Linked DNA regions of Sus scrofa: region 2 is linked to region 1. The links are chromatin contacts, called in public Hi-C maps. All regions are on one chromosome and are shown on one strand. The core of a region is the stretch at or near the end of the contact, and the rest is flanking DNA. Distances in the headings are between cores, read along the strand shown.

The links. Hi-C and Micro-C count contacts between places; a contact is called where the count stands out from the background.
Region 2: a Hi-C map of liver shows a contact between it and region 1, with 3 times the contacts expected there. The contact joins the promoter of HSD11B1 here to the promoter of C9H1orf74 in region 1. A contact is called at or near these places in 3 of 47 Hi-C or Micro-C datasets (blood, liver and omental adipose tissue) and 1 of 2 datasets of contacts at active chromatin or transcription factors (skeletal muscle).

Annotation. Positions count from the first base shown.
Region 1 is chr9:133,185,874-133,190,025 of Sscrofa11.1, forward strand. It overlaps C9H1orf74 (UPF0739 protein C1orf74 homolog), which reads left to right and starts at 1,998. Exons shown (of 3, transcript XM_021063892.1): 1 at 1,998-2,202; 2 at 2,831-3,749. The coding sequence starts at 2,926. The coding sequence ends at 3,717. TRAF3IP3 (TRAF3-interacting JNK-activating modulator) reads right to left here. Exons shown (of 15, transcript XM_021063884.1): 15 at 4,147-4,152.
Region 2 is chr9:133,255,509-133,259,660 of Sscrofa11.1, forward strand. It overlaps HSD11B1 (hydroxysteroid 11-beta dehydrogenase 1), which reads right to left and starts at 1,810. Exons shown (of 6, transcript NM_214248.2): 1 at 1,621-1,810; 2 at 731-861. The coding sequence starts at 1,708.

The sequences.
Region 1 (4,152 bases), core at 748-3,247:
GCTTTTTGTTTTTGTCACTGTCCACCCCACTGAACTAGATTAGTTGTAGGCATAAATGGGGAGGGCAAGGCTTGGATCTAGGCTGGCCTCTCACCCATATAGTTAGGTCCCTGGCTATATGTTCCCATAGCACCCTATACTTCCTCTTTCAGAATAATCAATTCCCTTGCAATTGTTCAGCATTCGTGTCCTGCCTGACTACTTCAAGTTTGTAAACTTGCTGAAGATAGGGACTGTTTGTCTTGGACTTTGCTGCCAGCTCTTAGCACAGTGTCTGGTACCTAGTGTGTTCTCAGATATTTATGGTTAGAATAAATGAACTAAGTCATTTTAGGGACTGACTGCTAACTACTGTGAGAAATTAAAATAAATATGGGGAAGGAAAAAAGTCCTAAAATTAGCTTCTAGTCTCTGCTTCTGAGTCCCTCTGAGTTAAGAACCAGGGTTAGAATGGGAGCCCCTACAAGCTTGCCCTCCTTGCAGGCTGGCCCCACCTTTATTCCTCAGGGGTCTCTACACAGTCTGCAGATACTACTAAGATGGAGCCTGTGTAGGCGCCTGCAGTTCCCTTAGCCTTTGCCTATTTATTATCTATCAATGAACTTCGGCCATTTATTCAGAGACAAATTTTTTCAAGAAATTCTTTCCCTCTGTGAGATGGGTCATAATGCTGGTAAAGAAGTTAAACTTTCAGTGAAATAACTGTTTTTACCTGATGATTTGATTGAAAAGTGTTTAGGGGGTTCCGTTGTGGCTCAGCGGTTCATAAACCCGACTAGTATCCATGAAAACATGGGTTCGAACCCTGGCCTCGCTCAGTGGGTTAAGGATCCAGCGTTACTGTGAGCTGTGGTGTAGGTCAAAGACACCGCTCAGATCCCACATTGCTGTGGCTGTGGGGGAGGCTGGCAGCTATAACTATGATTCCACCCATAGCCTGGGAACTTCCATATGCCACGGGTGCAGCCCTAAAAAGACAACAACAACAAAAAAAAGTGTCTGCATCTCTGCCTCTTATTTCTCACTTTGAAGTCAGCAAACAGAATTCGACCAAACTGAGCTCCAGGAAGGAGGGGTTTTTGTCTGTTATGTACACTGCAGTAAGTACCTCCAGCACCTAAAGCAGGCCTAGTACACATGTGTCCAGGGTGAAGACTCATGCCTTCACACCGTGCTTAGAAATGGCAAACCTGGAGTTCCCGTCGTGGCGCAGTGGTTAACGAACCCGACTAGGAACCACGAGGTTGCGGGTTCGACCCTGGCCTTGCTCAGTGGGTTAAGGATCCGGCGCTGTCGTGAGCTGTGGTGTATGTAGGTCGCAGACGCTGCTCGGATCCCGCGTTGCTGTGGCTCTGGTGCAGGCCGGCGGCTACAGCTCCAACTAGACCCCTAGCCTGGGAACCTCCATACGCCTCAGAAGAGGCCCTGGAAAAGGCAAAAAGACAAAAAGCAAACCTTGGCCAGGACACTTCTCCACCCACTTCTCAGACCTCAGCCTCTCAAATTTAGGATTTAGGCAGGTCAAAGCAAAAACAAAAAAAACTTTGCAGCACCACCCACAGGTGAAAGTATCACGCAAAACACGTCGCTTGCCTTGAGATATTTCGTTTGCAGGGGAAAGCGTCCTTCTCCAGACACAAATCAAAGGTGTTTCTGCTCGGCGTGCCCCGCTTCTGCCTCCCTGGTCAAACGGGACACTGGACTTAAAAACAACACACAAGCGAAGAGCTGGCGGCTTCAACCGGTCCCGCCTCCTTCCGTCCACTCCCTTCCCTTCCTCTTCCGGCGCAGGGGGGCGGGGCCGGGATCAGCCGGGCCGGAAGGGGCCGGACCTCAGGCACCAGCACTTCCGGTATGCAGCCGCGCGGCCTGCCGGTGGTTCCTACGCGGGGAGCGCGAGAGGACCGGGTGACGTTACGGAAAGCGGCGGGACAGGGCATGTGCTGGGCATGCGCAGCAGGCAGACCTCGCCTCCCCGGCCCCTGCGGGCGGTAAGGGACCTCCCCTTGCGGGCGGGACTTCTAGCTTCGCGGCGGAGCACAGGGTCTCGCGGCCTTCCGGGCAGCGGGCAGGAAACTGGAAGGGGTTCCTGAGCCCGCGAATCTGCAGGGGAAGTAGAAGGACGTCTGTGTGTGCAAGGGAGACCTCTGCCTCATTTACTAAATCCCTGTACTGTGCCCAGGAAAGGGCGTGGGGGTTGAGGTGAGCCTGTCGTCCGAGGGCCAGTGACTGTCCACCAGTAGGGGGAGGCGGGGCCTGCAGAAGTTGCAAGACAAGCCTCTTGCAGTTCCAGCCAATTTAACTTATTTACTTTGTGTCTCAACATGAGATGTTTGGTAGTCCACATTCTAGTGTGTATCGTTTAATCAGACCGCTATTCTTACAACTATTCTTGGCCGGAAGAGAAAGAGGAGTTGGCAATGAAAAGAGTACATGTGGAACCTACTCTGTCTCAGAGGACAGTTTTAGGTGAAATGCTCTGAATTTTGCCAGAGAGTGCTCTGCTTCTTTTCGGCCCCGACCTCCTTCAGGTGTGAATCAGAGAAGGTAAATTACAACAGGAAAATTTAGGAGGGAAGCCAGAGAGAGTGTAAATATAACCTTAAGGCCAGAGAGACAGTTGAATTTGGAACTAAGAGAGACTAAGTCACCAAAAAATCAGGGTGCCATTGGTGATGCCGTTTTATCTGGGCTGGGTTAGCATTCCAAAGCAGAGGGAGGGGAAGTGACCTCTGGAAGATGCTGTAAGACTTAAGGGAAGGCTATTGTCAGGTTTCCTGGTATGTCACTGGCTGGTGCTAATAATCCCCTGCTACTGCTTTGTTTTTAGGCCCTTCTTCAAGTGTCTGGAGCTCAGAGATGCAGCCCAGGGGAGGGAACTGTGACTAGTTAAGGAGGCCATGCTTACTGTTGCTTCCAGAGTCCATGTCAACACTGAGTCTTCAGCTGCTGGTGGCAGCTGCTCAGCAGACCCTGGGCATGGGGAGGAGCCGGGGCCCACCCCGAGCCGTGTGCCTTCATCTAGCCGGAGAGGTGCTGGCTGTGGCCAGGGGACTTAAGCCAGCTCTGCTCTATGATTGCAACTGTGCAGGGGCAGCAGAGCTCCAGAGCTATCTGGAGCAGCTGCAGGGCCTGGGCTTCCCGACCCGGGGGCTTCACATTCTTGAGATTGGAGAAGACAGCCTGATTGTCTGTCCTGAGCGTGTGTGTCAGCACTTGGAGCAGGTGCTGCTTGGTTCCGTAGCCTTTGTGGATGTTTCCAGCGCTCAGCCTCACCCTTCCGTCTGCTCCCTGGACCAGCTTCAGGACTTGAAGGCCCTCCTGGCTGAGATCATCGCTCATTTGCAGGGACTGAAGACGGACCTGTCCCTGGCAGTCTCCAGCAGCAGGCTCTGTTCCTCAGACTGGAATCTCTGTACTGTGTTTGGGATCCTCCTGGGCTATCCTGTCCCCTATACCTTTCACGTGAGCCAGGGAGGTGACAATTGCTTAGCCCTGACTCCACTACGGGTATTCACTGCCCGGATCTCTTGGCGACACAGTCAACCACCAGTCTTGCTCTATTCCTTTAGCGTCCCAGAGAGCTTGTTCCCGGCCCTGAGGGACATTCTAAATACTTGGGAGAAGGACCTTAGAACTCGATGTAGGACTCAGAATGACTTTGCTGACCTCAGCATCTCCTCCGAGGTGGTCACCCTGCCTGCTGTGGCCCTCTGACTGTAACTCTTTCCTCGCATAGAAGGTGCTCGGTAAGTGATCAGCTCTTGTTAAGGACGGCAAATAGGTATGATCTCAAGTACCAGACACTGGGGAAGAATGCTGTAATACATTTTCCATTTCTGTGCTAAGGGGTCCTCTGGATTTAGCTGAGATGTCTGTTGTTTTTTTCACTGGATGGAAGATAGAGGGAAGGATTGTGGAGAAGGAGGGAAGGTGCCGGAGGACGAGTAACGTGCCCGCGTGTGGAAGTGTACCCATCCCTGCCCTGTGTGCGGAGTGTCTGCCAGGGATCAAAGGGCCGGGCTTTGCTGCTTGTTGGTTTACCTCCAACGGACCTGGGCCAGGGAGAGTAGACCGGGTGGCTTAAGTGTCTTCTCTCTGAGTGATGTGTCACTCAGCAAAGAGCTGAGAGTTCTGAGGAACAAAGACTGT
Region 2 (4,152 bases), core at 560-3,059, 69 kb after region 1:
TGGGTAGGAGTGTGTGCCTGTGGGTGTGTGTGTGTGTGTTAAATGCAACCCAACACAAATATTTGTCCTGTTTTAAATGCTCTCTGGAACAAAGCTGGGGTTGTGCTGGGGTTGGAGCCCATGATTTGTGCTCTGGAGTTTCTGAACACATTATTGGTAGGGATGCTAGTTTCTGTGTAGGTAACCCCAGGTTTGTGAGTATCTGTGTATCTTTGGGTTTGTGAGCCCTGAGGATATAGGAGGGCATGTGTCTGCCTGGGTACAAGAATTGAATTCATGAGTAATTGCTAGAAGGTTGGGATCTGAGCACCTGTCGGTATGTCTGTGACTCCATGTTTAAATTTGCATGAGTTGGCATGCCTGGGAGCATTTAGAGCCCAAGAACTTTGTGTCTGTGTACGTGTGCCTGGGAAGAACACTTAATGCCTATTTTTATATTCCTGTGGGTGTTTGAATCCTGTGCCCATCGGTATGTAAATATGCCAGATTCTGTGAGTATAGGTAAGAATACATCTGGGTGAACCAGGACACTGTGGATATGATTTGAATTTAGAAGCTGAGGAGTAGGGGAGAGAGGACATTCTAAGGGAGAAATTAATGGTAGTAGAAAGTAGGATTACTGGACTATGGGCTATAGTATGAAAATTAAAATAAAAAACTCTTGAGGCTTAAAAAGAGGATACGTCTGGGCACATATGGGTACACGGAGTTGTGGGTGCAGGACCCTCACCTTCTTGAGAGTTTCTTCTGACCTCGCTGTCACCACCACATGGGCTCCCATCCTCGCCAGATGATAGGCCATCTCTCTTCCGATCCCCTTGCTGGCCCCTGTGACAATCACTTTCTTTCCTCGAAGCATCTCTGGGAAACCCCACAAGGAAGTGAGGACCACACTCGGCCGCAGAAGTCCTTCCCCTGCTCTGGGGGTGGGCAGCCTTGTCTCAATGTCTCAAGGCTATGAGCCCAGATCAACTCATCTCAAACCATGTAAATCAATGAAGGAATAGTTCGAGTCTTTCATAAACATGCTCTGAAATGGGAGTTTGGGTTGGTTGTTCAAAACCAAGCCTTTCCTGCTGTCTTTTAAAAAACAAAAAACAAAAAACAAAAACCCTGTGGACAGAGGATTCAGCTAGAACCCTGGAGTTCCAGACATTTCTGGGCTCATCCAATTGCTCAATTGAAATAAAATTCAAAAAGTCATCAAAACACATGTGCTCACAGTGATTCCAGGGATTTTCTCTCGCTTCTCTTAGTCATCAACTCCAGCATGCTATCTCTTTTCCCACTGCTCTGTCTCTCCATAGAGCCCAATTATCTGTACACGTTGTAAATTTTGGAATTACCCTCATTTTTGTAGGCGATCTGAAACGGCTTTTGACTAAAGGTGCCAAATAAAACAGAGACCATTTGGCAATCTTTTAGCACCATGACTATCCCTCCCCACACCCCAGTTACCCAGCCTCTGGCTGGAAGCTATAAAAATACAGTTTCACCCTCGGGTCCCCTCTTGCCCAGCAAGTCTGGGGATCACGAACTCATTTTCGATCCTCAGAAACACTCTAGCCATCCCTGGGCTTTTAAATCCATCCCTCCAAAATTAGACACATCGGTACTCACCTGGTCTGAATTCCTCATTTGCGGAATAGTAGTAGTAGGCCAAGAAGATCCCCAGAATAGGGAGGAGATATTTTTTCATAAAAGCCATCAGACAGGGACCTGGCCCGAGGAGCCCTGTAGGACACACAGAGAGAACCTACAGAGCTTTCTACAACCTCCTAGGCAGGCAGCAGCCTCTGAATTGTGACATCAGGGACGGAGGAGGCTGGAGTAGTCTCAGGCAGAGCTAGCCAATTTCCCTGTCAGAGCAGCGATTGGCTTTGGGTGGGATCCATTCGTCCCTGGCAGCCTGCGTGGTAGATTTCATAATGGACAATGTTTACTCCATTTCATTGAGCAAGAAGAGACTTCCAGATGGCCAAGCTCAAGACTGTACAGGACCAGATTCCTCAGCGTCCCTGCCCCGAGCCCATCTTCCTCTGAACGCCATTTACGCCAGGAATCAACGGCCTTTCAAGGGTGGTATATCAAAAGGCAGCGGCAGTGTGTGCGGGCAAGTGTGAGTAACAGCAAAGAGAGCCAAAGTCAAGCAAACCTCACTCTCAGCCCCACCTCCCAGTCGGAAGCAATTAAAAATAACAGCACAAATCAGAAAAATAAGCTTGAGAGAGAAAGGGCACATCTTGGGAAAAAAAGAAAAGAAAGCAAACAAGCCCTATAAACCCCACACTCAAGTTCAGTGAACAATGTTACAACATCAAAGGGGAATGCAAGCCAGCCAGAACCCAGATGGCGGGAAACCCATGACCGGTCAAGACTCTCAGACAAGTGCAATGGAATGTGCACTTATTACTTTAACAGCAAACAAAGAAGAACTGGTGAGTGCCAAGAAAAGAGGCTCTAGGCTATTAACGTAGGTCTCATAAGTGCTACAGGGACCAGGAACTATGGAGATGATGCTGGGAAGAGAGTTTCTGATGGAGAAGAAGAAAGAACAAGCACCTGAAGCAAAGCCAGCCTGAAAAACCCATATTCAGCTAATAGCTGATCTGGTAACAATAAAAGGACCCAGAGATGATGCTGGGAAGAGAGTTTCTGATGGAGAAGAAGAAAGAACAAGCACCTGAAGCAAAGCCAGCCTGAAAACCCATATTCAGCTAATAGCTAATCTAGTAACAATAAAAGGACCAGAGTAGGGGGAGAAACCCTTAGTAATTCAGACTTTATCACGGAATGAATATACTCAGAAATACAGAAATAACCACCGTGGTTATGTCTGCAGCAAGAATTCATTAAGGAACAATCCTCAAAGAAAGATCTTAAGATACACCGTTGGTACCTTTTGCAACTTCAAACCAGGTAACCAAACCATAAACATTACCCGGTCACAGAGCAAACCCAGAATTCTGCAAGTGACCAACGGCGCCAGGAAACCATTTAATTACTAAGGGTTTCTCCCCCTACTCCGGTCCTTTTATTGGATTTGCTCCCTTGGATCGGGAGGCTTGTCAATTCTGGGGTGTGTGTGTGTGTGTGTGTGTGTGTGTGTGTGTGTGTGTGTGTGTGTGTGTGTGTGTCTGGAGAGAACGGGAGCCCGTGATCCCCCGTCTTTGGACTGCGGAGCCAGAGTGAGTCCTAACCTGCAGTTCCGCGGAGACCTCATACGGCTTCTGGTGGCCCTCTTCGGGGGGATCCTGACGTTGGGGTTTATACAGTCCCACCTATGTCAAGAGGCGCCTGAAATATCTCCTCTGGGGGAGCCGTCAGGCGGACGAAGCGATTGTTACCTAAGGCCTTGTCCTTGCTGTTTGTCTTACGTCACCAGCACAGGGTGGGACTTCACACAATGGGTAAATCAGCTTCCAAGCCCACTGTCTTAGAGTGTATGGTTAAGAATTTTAAGAAAGGATTTTCTAGAGATTATGGTGTTAAGCTGAGTCCTGGAAAACTGGGTACCCTCTGTACCCTAGAGTGGCCCTCCTTTGGTGTTGGCTGGCCTCCGGAAGGGACCTTAGGTGTGTTCACAGTTGCAGCAGTATATAATGTTATAACAGGAGACCCTGGACACCCAGACCCTTTCCATACATTGACCAATGGTTGGAAATTGCCTATTTGAGGCCCCCATGGGTTCGGTTCTGCACCACAAACCAGGGACCGTGTAGGGTGCTAGTAGCCCAGTCCAAGAAGAAAACCTTGTCCAAAAGAAGGTGCCACCTATTTATCAAGGGGAACCTGAGGACTCGCCCCCTATGCCACCACCTTATGTGCTGCCGGCCCCACCTCCAGGAGCCGAAGGTCCCCAGATGCCAGATAGCCCACTGCCTTCTATTTCTCCTCCTGCTTCTGCTTCTGAAGTTCCCGAGGCGATATCACCCCCGCAGCCAGATTCTCCCGAACCTAGGAGCAGGCGTCTCCGGTCAGCTCAGGAAGCAGCCACTCCAGCATTGCAAATGCCCTTACGGGAGACACGGGGACCATGGCAAGACACCCCCGATGGGACCATACAAGAGGGGGGAGTTTTTTTTTTTATTACCAGCCTTTTCCACTGTTGATCTCCTCAACTGGAAACACCATACTCCCTCATATTCTGAA